Regions from separate parts of the Sander lucioperca genome. Here region 2 is linked to region 1. Evidence: chromatin contacts called from public Hi-C data. All regions are on one chromosome and are shown on one strand. The core of a region is the stretch at or near the end of the contact, and the rest is flanking DNA. Distances in the headings are between cores, read along the strand shown.

The links. A called contact is a pair of places that touch in the nucleus more often than the background predicts.
Region 2: a contact with region 1 is called in a Hi-C map of muscle, with 2.8 times the contacts expected there. The contact joins the promoter of apool here to the promoter of LOC116036592 in region 1. A contact is called at or near these places in 2 of 2 Hi-C or Micro-C datasets (liver and muscle).

Annotation. Positions count from the first base shown.
Region 1 is chr1:49,736,107-49,740,067 of SLUC_FBN_1.2, forward strand. It overlaps LOC116036592 (spermatogenesis-associated protein 13), which reads right to left and starts at 2,113. Exons shown (of 16, transcript XM_036005236.1): 1 at 1,813-2,113; 2 at 1-503. The coding sequence starts at 401.
Region 2 is chr1:50,051,437-50,055,397 of SLUC_FBN_1.2, forward strand. It overlaps apool (MICOS complex subunit MIC27), which reads right to left and starts at 1,742. Exons shown (of 12, transcript XM_036005302.1): 1 at 1,614-1,742; 2 at 493-591. The coding sequence starts at 1,625. It overlaps si:ch211-26b3.4 (connector enhancer of kinase suppressor of ras 2), which reads right to left. Exons shown (of 25, transcript XM_036005322.1): 25 at 2,527-3,961.

The DNA.
Region 1 (3,961 bases), core at 863-3,362:
GTAGACAATTTACCTGTCTTACCTCTAAACACAGAGGGGGGCTTAAGCTTCTTGAAGGAGCGAACTTTGTCAGCAAACGAGAGTTTAGGGATGGAAGCCTCCCCGGGCAGGATCATGGAGTGGGGTCTGCGCTCCAGCTCTGAGACAGCTCTCTTTCGGTTCAAGATCTTCCAGATACCCCCTGTGGCACGGGGCCTCCGGATGACCTCTTGTCTGTCTTTGACAGGGGTCTGAGAAGAGGCAGCCTGGGTCTCTCCTTCCCCCTCTGCAGGCCCTGGTCCAGCCTCCTGAATATAAACACTGCTGGTCTCATTCTCCACATCCAGAGAAACATTAAACACTCGGTTGACAAACCCATTAGGGTTGTTGCTCACAAGGGCAGGGTTGTCAGTCTGTTCCATCCTCTCTCATTCTACAGTGTCAGCTATCAGCTCCAATGGACATCATGTCTCTGTCCTCTCTCTCTCTCTCTCTCTCTCTCTGTCTCTCTCGCTCTCAAACACCTGGAGGAACAAAACCACATTCATTTATTCAGGGGTTTGACATTAAAATGACTGCCTTTTCTTTTCATATCATGCTTATTCTGTCTCATTCTGTCTGTCTGTAGATGTAGGCCATAAATGCAAAACATGTGAAATTTTCTCAGTGGAGGTTAAGCTGCATTTTATCTTCACAGGAGGTCAAATGTTCAATAATAGACTGCTACTTAAACACTAAAACGCAGGAAAACTCTTGGAAGTCTCATTTTATGATTCTCTGACACAGGCTTTTGTACCATGAGTCAACAGTCACAAAAACCCATCGTCCTCACCCCATATTTGGTCCATATTATCCAAAGTAATTATTTGAGACATGGTCCCCCATCCACCATTTAAACCAGGAGGCTGTGTTGTCATGGAAACACTCACTACGGAGATGTCTGGTTATTTCAGGCCTGCTCCGGCTGTGTGACATCATCATAGCTCAGATAAGCTCCTTCTGAGGAGGAAGATGCTCAGCGAGTGCTACACTGCTAGGCCTACATGTTAATTACCCACATTTCATAATCCCTTTAATGTATGGAAGCATCTTGTATAATTGGGGCCTCCAGCATGTTTCTTTGTTGTTACATGAGATCATCACCAATGTGTTTAATTTAAGATGGCCTTTTCGAAGAATGCCACAATTGAATTAATACGTATTTTACTGATACGCTTTTTAACAATACTGGAAAGTAGATAATAGAAAGTAGGTGCTCAATCATTCCAAAAATGTAAAAAAAGAAAAAAAGTCAGTTTACAAGTAAACACATTAACAAAACTTAGGCTTTTTTAGCATTTAAATAACGTCTCTTTAACGTTGCTTGACTATTAATATTGACTTCCTCCATGGGTATAATGTCATAAGCAACTAAAATTTACAGATAAAAAAACATTTTTTGTTGTTTAGTTTCCATAATTCATTACTAGACTGCCACAAAACCGGAACTAGCATCTCGGTTTCCATCTAAAACTGACAGTTGACTTGATACGTTAACCAGTGACAGGTTAAGTTTGGGTTGGGCGTCGTTTTTTTTTTTGTTTTTTTTAAATATGGCGACAATAAAAATTGACGAATAAATTTACAGTAACGTTGCAGCAGGTTGCCGAATTCTGTTTCATTAACGGTATTTGTGAAGGTGTTTTGTAATTTAGTACGTTACAGTGATGTTGGATTCTCCGTGCAATACAGTTATCATTACCTTCTGAAACTTTCTTATTAAGTTAAACCCGCGAAAAATAAAACGTATCCCCTCTCACCACTTCCATTTAGCCATTAGAGCTGTTAACTTACCCCCAGAAAACTTCCCCCGTTTTAAATGGGCATCGTCGTTGCTGTCCGTAAAGCCAATAAAACCACCGTCTTTCACCCCGGGCTGAATGTATCCGGTGTAGGCTATTTCACGGGCTAAACTTATATCCATGAAGTTATTTTGCGGACAGCGACTCCTTCGTAGATCTCGCATGTGTTTGTTTTTTTGCTTCTAAACTTCGTCAGCTATCACCAAACTGAGAGAAACTCCCCGAGTTAGCGACAGACCGGTGAACTCTTGCCCTGTAAGCTCCTGCAGACGCCGACACTCTGATTTGTGATAAAGCTCTCACGCAGACAGAGCAACACATACACCAACACACCCTTTTCACACTCACACACACACACACACACACACACACACACATCTACACACTCAGTCAGAAACACATTGTAATTATGTTAATTTAAGTGTGTCTGTTGTAATATATAGCACATTTAGAGATAAATGTGATTATATATTAACTATAATACATTATAGGCTATTTTATTGGGATGTTTACCGTGCTTTTAATAATTGTATTGTTATCCCTTAAGTCATTCAAATCCTAAACTATTTTCCATAGCCATTATGAAAAAAATCTATAATGTATAGCCTATAGGCTATTTTATTGGGATGTTTACCGTGCTTTTAATAATTTTATTGTTATCCCTTAAGTCATTCAAATTCTAAACTTTTTTCCATAGCCATTATGAAAAAAATGCTATAATGTATAGCCTATACATTTTTTTTCTGTCTGTTTGCTGGATTAATAAGGGAGCACTTATATATTTTTAAAGGAACATCAGTGAAAACAAATAATTGATTGAACTCTGGTCTTACTAGCTGATCCTCCTTTGGGATTTGCGTTGAATGTGAAAATCCTTCTATTGAAATGGCACAATGGGGAGAGGGAGCTCAGGGGGGGAGACTGAAGGAATTCACAAAAACTAAACAGCTCCAGAGCTCCATAGTCATGAAAGAGGAGATGGTGGAAGAAGGGGCCTAAATTTAAACATTTCCTCTTTGTCCTGTTTTGGGCCCATTGTCATCGCATGGCGTTCTCCCTTCTGCACAGGAAGGAGTGGACCTGACATCAACGCTCTCAGGCTGACAATGCCAGGAAGTCTGTCTGACTGTATGTAAATATCTCTATGCTTCCCTTGCTTGCCCGAGGAGCCGCTCTCCTCTCCGTGGAGCGGTTTGAGCACTTGAGGGTGTAGTAGTAGTCGTAGTAGCAGAAGCAACATAGTGATTTACATGCTACACTTCCCCTATAACTCATCTGCAACTGTCACAGTGAATTACAGCAACCTCATCTTCAAATGACCTCTCCTCTGATGTAGCATCTTTAGCACATGGATTCATACACTTAATAGGCTCTTTTTTTATTTCTATAAATACAGTAACCTATATTTGTCTATTTCTGAGTTTTGTGTTTTGCCGTTTCTCCTCTGTACTGCCATATTTCCTCATAGTTTTGCGTTGACTTATTGTTTGTTACTCTCCTTTACTTCCATTCCCTCACGTCTTCCCTCCCTCCCCTTACTCACTCACTTCCTCACAACCCCAAGCCGTCTTCCTGTTGTCCCCTCCTGTCACAAAAGACATCCTGGCTCAAACAGGCCGAATGTTTCAGCTCAGATCTGGCTTATACAGACATGAAACTAACTCTTATCTTTAGAAAATAAATTTATCCAAACAGCATTTTGTATGAATGACAGAAAGCATGAGAGAAAAAGAGAAAAAGAGAGTGATGAATGGAGGGAGACAGATTAGAGATTCGTAGTCTCACTACCAGCTGGGCCCTTGTCTGAAATGATATATTTTGTTGACGTTTGGCGAGCTGCGTACATTACAGCGAGTTTACTTTGTCGCCTATTTACCGTGAGTGTTTAACACTCTTTGAAATGATGTCATTGGCTTCTCATTTTCAGAACAATCGACCTCTTCCTCCTCTTCCTATGACATGGTCCCCACTGCTGGGTTTGGTGGAGATTACTGGAGACAAACACTTGCTGAGTTAGGCCCAGCTGTAATTATTTCGCCAGTCTTTGTCAAAGCAGCTGAGTGAAAACAGGCTGCCGTGAAAAAGCCGGCCAGACAGGGAGGAGGGGGGGCAGATATGTTGTGATATCAAATGAAAGGCTT
Region 2 (3,961 bases), core at 492-2,991, 310 kb after region 1:
GTAAAAAATGTCCTGTTCTGTAGACATGGTCCTTATTTATTTATTCATGTTGGACCAGTCCAATATGACCGTCAGTTGAAATAAACCTTGTGTTGTAAGAAAACTTGTTTAATTTGTTATGAATCTATTTTGATGCATTTTCCCGTAACTTTTGTAATTTTACATATGTTTAAAAATATCGAAATTAATATCAATATCGCAATATTCATAATCAATATCACATTTTGGCAATATCGTGCAACCCTAACGTGCACTAACATGTGTAAGTGGCACGGTAACTGGCCAATGAAACAGGATCATTATAGCATTTCAAGCTCTAAATCAAACACAACTAAGCCACACAGCCAACGGACGGGACGCAGCTCCACAATATAAAGTAAATATTGCAACCCCTTTCGATATAATATTGTGCAACGTGATATTGCGATAACGATATTGAGTCGACATATCATGCACCCCTATATCAGACCAGACGTTTTGGGACAACCATACCTTTTCTCTAGTAACCAGTCCATCAGTGGGCACTTGGCTCACAGTATACACACGGATGGAGGCTATGCCCATCACCGTGGGGACGGCCACCATCACCACCTAGGACATAATAAAAGTGCACCGCTAACTTTAGTATCTGTCAGCTCATAGCAACAGACAGACACTAATCACTAATAAACAGATGACTCATGTGCACAAGTGGTAGAAATCGATCATTGACACGTGTAAAATAGCAAAACCACAATAAAAAATACTCCATTAAAAGTAAAAGCACTGTAGTCATAATTTCACTTAAGTTAAAGATCATAAGTATGACAATAATAGATTATTAAAGTATCAAAAGTACTTATGCAGAATTCTGCTTTCCAAGAGTTACTGTTGCATAATTATCACATGTATAAACTTATAAAGTTATTACTGAAGCATTGACACGTAACTGCACTTTAAACTGTTGCAGCAGGTTAAGTTGGAGCTCATTTTAAGGACTTTGTGTACATTTGGGTAATTTAACTCTAACATGCGTCATATTTCGAAATTGTACTTAAATAAAGAAAATGAGGTAATGTATTTATCTAAGCTAACTTTACTTTTCATCACCAATACTGAGATATTTAGCAGAAGTAACGTTAGAGAGCGTTAAACCCACGATATGTAACTTATAAGTTAATTTATCATGTAGCGTTAAATTACACCCACAAGTTACCCATACCGTGGGTATTGTGGATAACTTACAGCTGCCTCCAACTAAGCTAACTAACTAACGTTCACTGTAATGTTTCCTCTGTTAAAACAGCCTATTGGCAAACGAAGCGAGGGCTGACAAATACTAGCTGTTACATATGCTTAAGAGAGAGTTAGAATGGTGTAGGGTTAGCCTACTCTTCTAACTGCTGTCAGCTAACGTAGTTAAACGCTGTCTAGTTCCAGTAGCATTGGCTCATTCAGCGAGGCTAACACAGTAACGTTAGCAAAGAGATTTCCATGCAGCATAGCGTTAAACGCCTGGAAAGTGACAGTCAGTTCAAGTTTGCATTAACAAGTCCGGGACAGTTTACGTTAACTCTACACCCGCTCATTCATTAAACATATACTTTGGCTAAGAAGAAATGTCAAGCATTCACCTTGGCCGCCATGACAGCGCTCCTCCTTCTTCTTTTAGGCTCTGAGGAGCAGCTTCCAGTGGTCTAAACCACGGTCAGCTGCTGCCACCTAACGGACTGCAGAGGCACCAGCAACAGCTTGGTTTGATAGTGATCTCATTCAGCAGGTACTGTATATATGCTCCTCCATCCATGCTATGTTCACATAAGTGTCCTTAAACTCACAATATTGGTATTAAGACCAATGGTTGTTTTGTAAATGTGCATATATGTAATTAAAATGCAAAATATCACATTTCGTTTTTATTAACATTTTTAAAAGAAATTTAAAATAATTACACTGTCACTGCAATTCCACATGTAAAGCAAGTATGCATGATGTGAAGTGGTTTATCATGGGGCAAGGCGAGGCAGACAACTGTCCAGGGGCCCCAAAAGCTCCTGGTTCACAGCAAGTCTTATGGTTTTGGTAATTCAATAATTGCACATTTATTAGGGAATTGGCACAATTTAAGTACAATATATACCTAAGGTGAATCATGTGTTATTACCTTATTTTGTGGCTGTCTTGTAGGACTCTGTAGGTGTCAAAATCTAGTGTTATGAGCTTTAATATTTTAATTTATGTTGTTACATGTTGCATTTTTCTGAATTAAATGTATTAAAATTACCACAAACTAACACATTATTGTTCTAGCATAGTGGAGTGCACTTTTTTCATGCTTATGAAGAGTGAGCAGGTTCAATTTGCTTTAAGACATTTTAGATAAAGGCCTACACGTTAGCTGTTGCAGGAATAGAACATATTGTATGGCCTCCTGGTTTATGGGATGACCCCTGCCCTTAATTTAAAACCTGGTCATCCTCCATCCTTCCTCAGAACACGCTGTAATGCTGTTTCAATAAATCCATGAACACATAAACAGATCACAGCTCATAGTGCAGAGGATTCAGTTTATTGAAGTCAAAGTTTAACAACTTAAGTTTACAATCTGTATTTTTTGTAATATATATTCATATATATGAAACCAAAAAAGGCTACTTTAGGAAGAATAAATGTAATTTTCTTTCTTTTTTAATATCATCTTTAGTCAGTTAATGTACAGAATAACAGTAAGCTAATATTATCCTTGAAAAAGAGCAATATGTTCCTTTTTTAATGTCGCAGTGCAACTTACATCTTACACACCTGTGCAATGTACCATGAGGTGTACACCCCTGAAAGAACACACAGTGGAATCTCCCTTTTCGGCCTGTTTCTGCAGGTCTACACACACAAAGATCTGGGAGAGATAACACAGCCTGTGCCTACAAATCGTAACTCGCACTTCTTAATCTACAGTGTGTCGCCTGCTCAGCGGAGCAGCGGTTGGAAAAAGCAGACCGCTACAGATGAGAAACGGAGAGAGGTCTGCAGACTACAACTGTATTGTAACTCATCTACAGCTGTGTGTGTGTAGGATCGCCAGTATAGTCAGTCCATCGTTGCCAAAGAGAGGGTTGGGAGGCACAGGGAAAGTGCTTGCATCATTTAGTTTCTTTGTGGTACTCTCAAATTAACCATTCAAAAAACATGAGCTATATCTCTGGGGTGTGTTTGATATTTCACGACCGTGGTGACATGATGAAAAACCTGAACCTATGCTCAAAGAACTACAGTAAAGTATGAAGAATAAGTACAGATAGTGCTGGATGCAGCAGGTGCTACGCATGTCTCTCAGAGTCTTCGACACTGGGGGGCACCGTTAAGTCCTTGGCCTGATATTGCAGATGAAACGATTCATCCGGGTTTCACAGACATTACAGACCATTTAGAGGTCTTTGGCTGCCCAGTATCAACCATATGCTTGGAGGGAATGTCAAAATAGCTTTTCGTTTTAGAATCTTATCTAAGGTAAGATTCCTGAAGCCTTTGGACACGTGTCAGTCTTTCTATGTAAAGCAAAACATCAAATTGAAACCTCCTGGTAGGATGCTAAAGGAGGATCTGCATTAAATCAAGTAACTGAGGAGCAAAAATGTCTGCCTCGGTTATTGTACAGTGTGTGTCTTTAAACACTTTCTAATAATAAAAAGGGAATATTTAAAATCTATGAACATACAAATAAAAGGTCATTCTTCAACAGTACTTTTGCATGTATCATGCGCTACAAGTCTAATTATCTTGCAATCATGAGAGGAAGATTTAAAAAAAAAATTAAAATAAAAAAAAAGAACAGAAATGATCCATAATATTTTACCCCGTCCAATCAAATCAGTCCCAGGACTTTTCTCATGCAACACATCACCAGGAGAAGGGTCAGCCGTGATGTAAACCAGTAAAAACTGTTAAATCAACTGTCTATGATGGTGTTGTTGTTGTTGTCTGC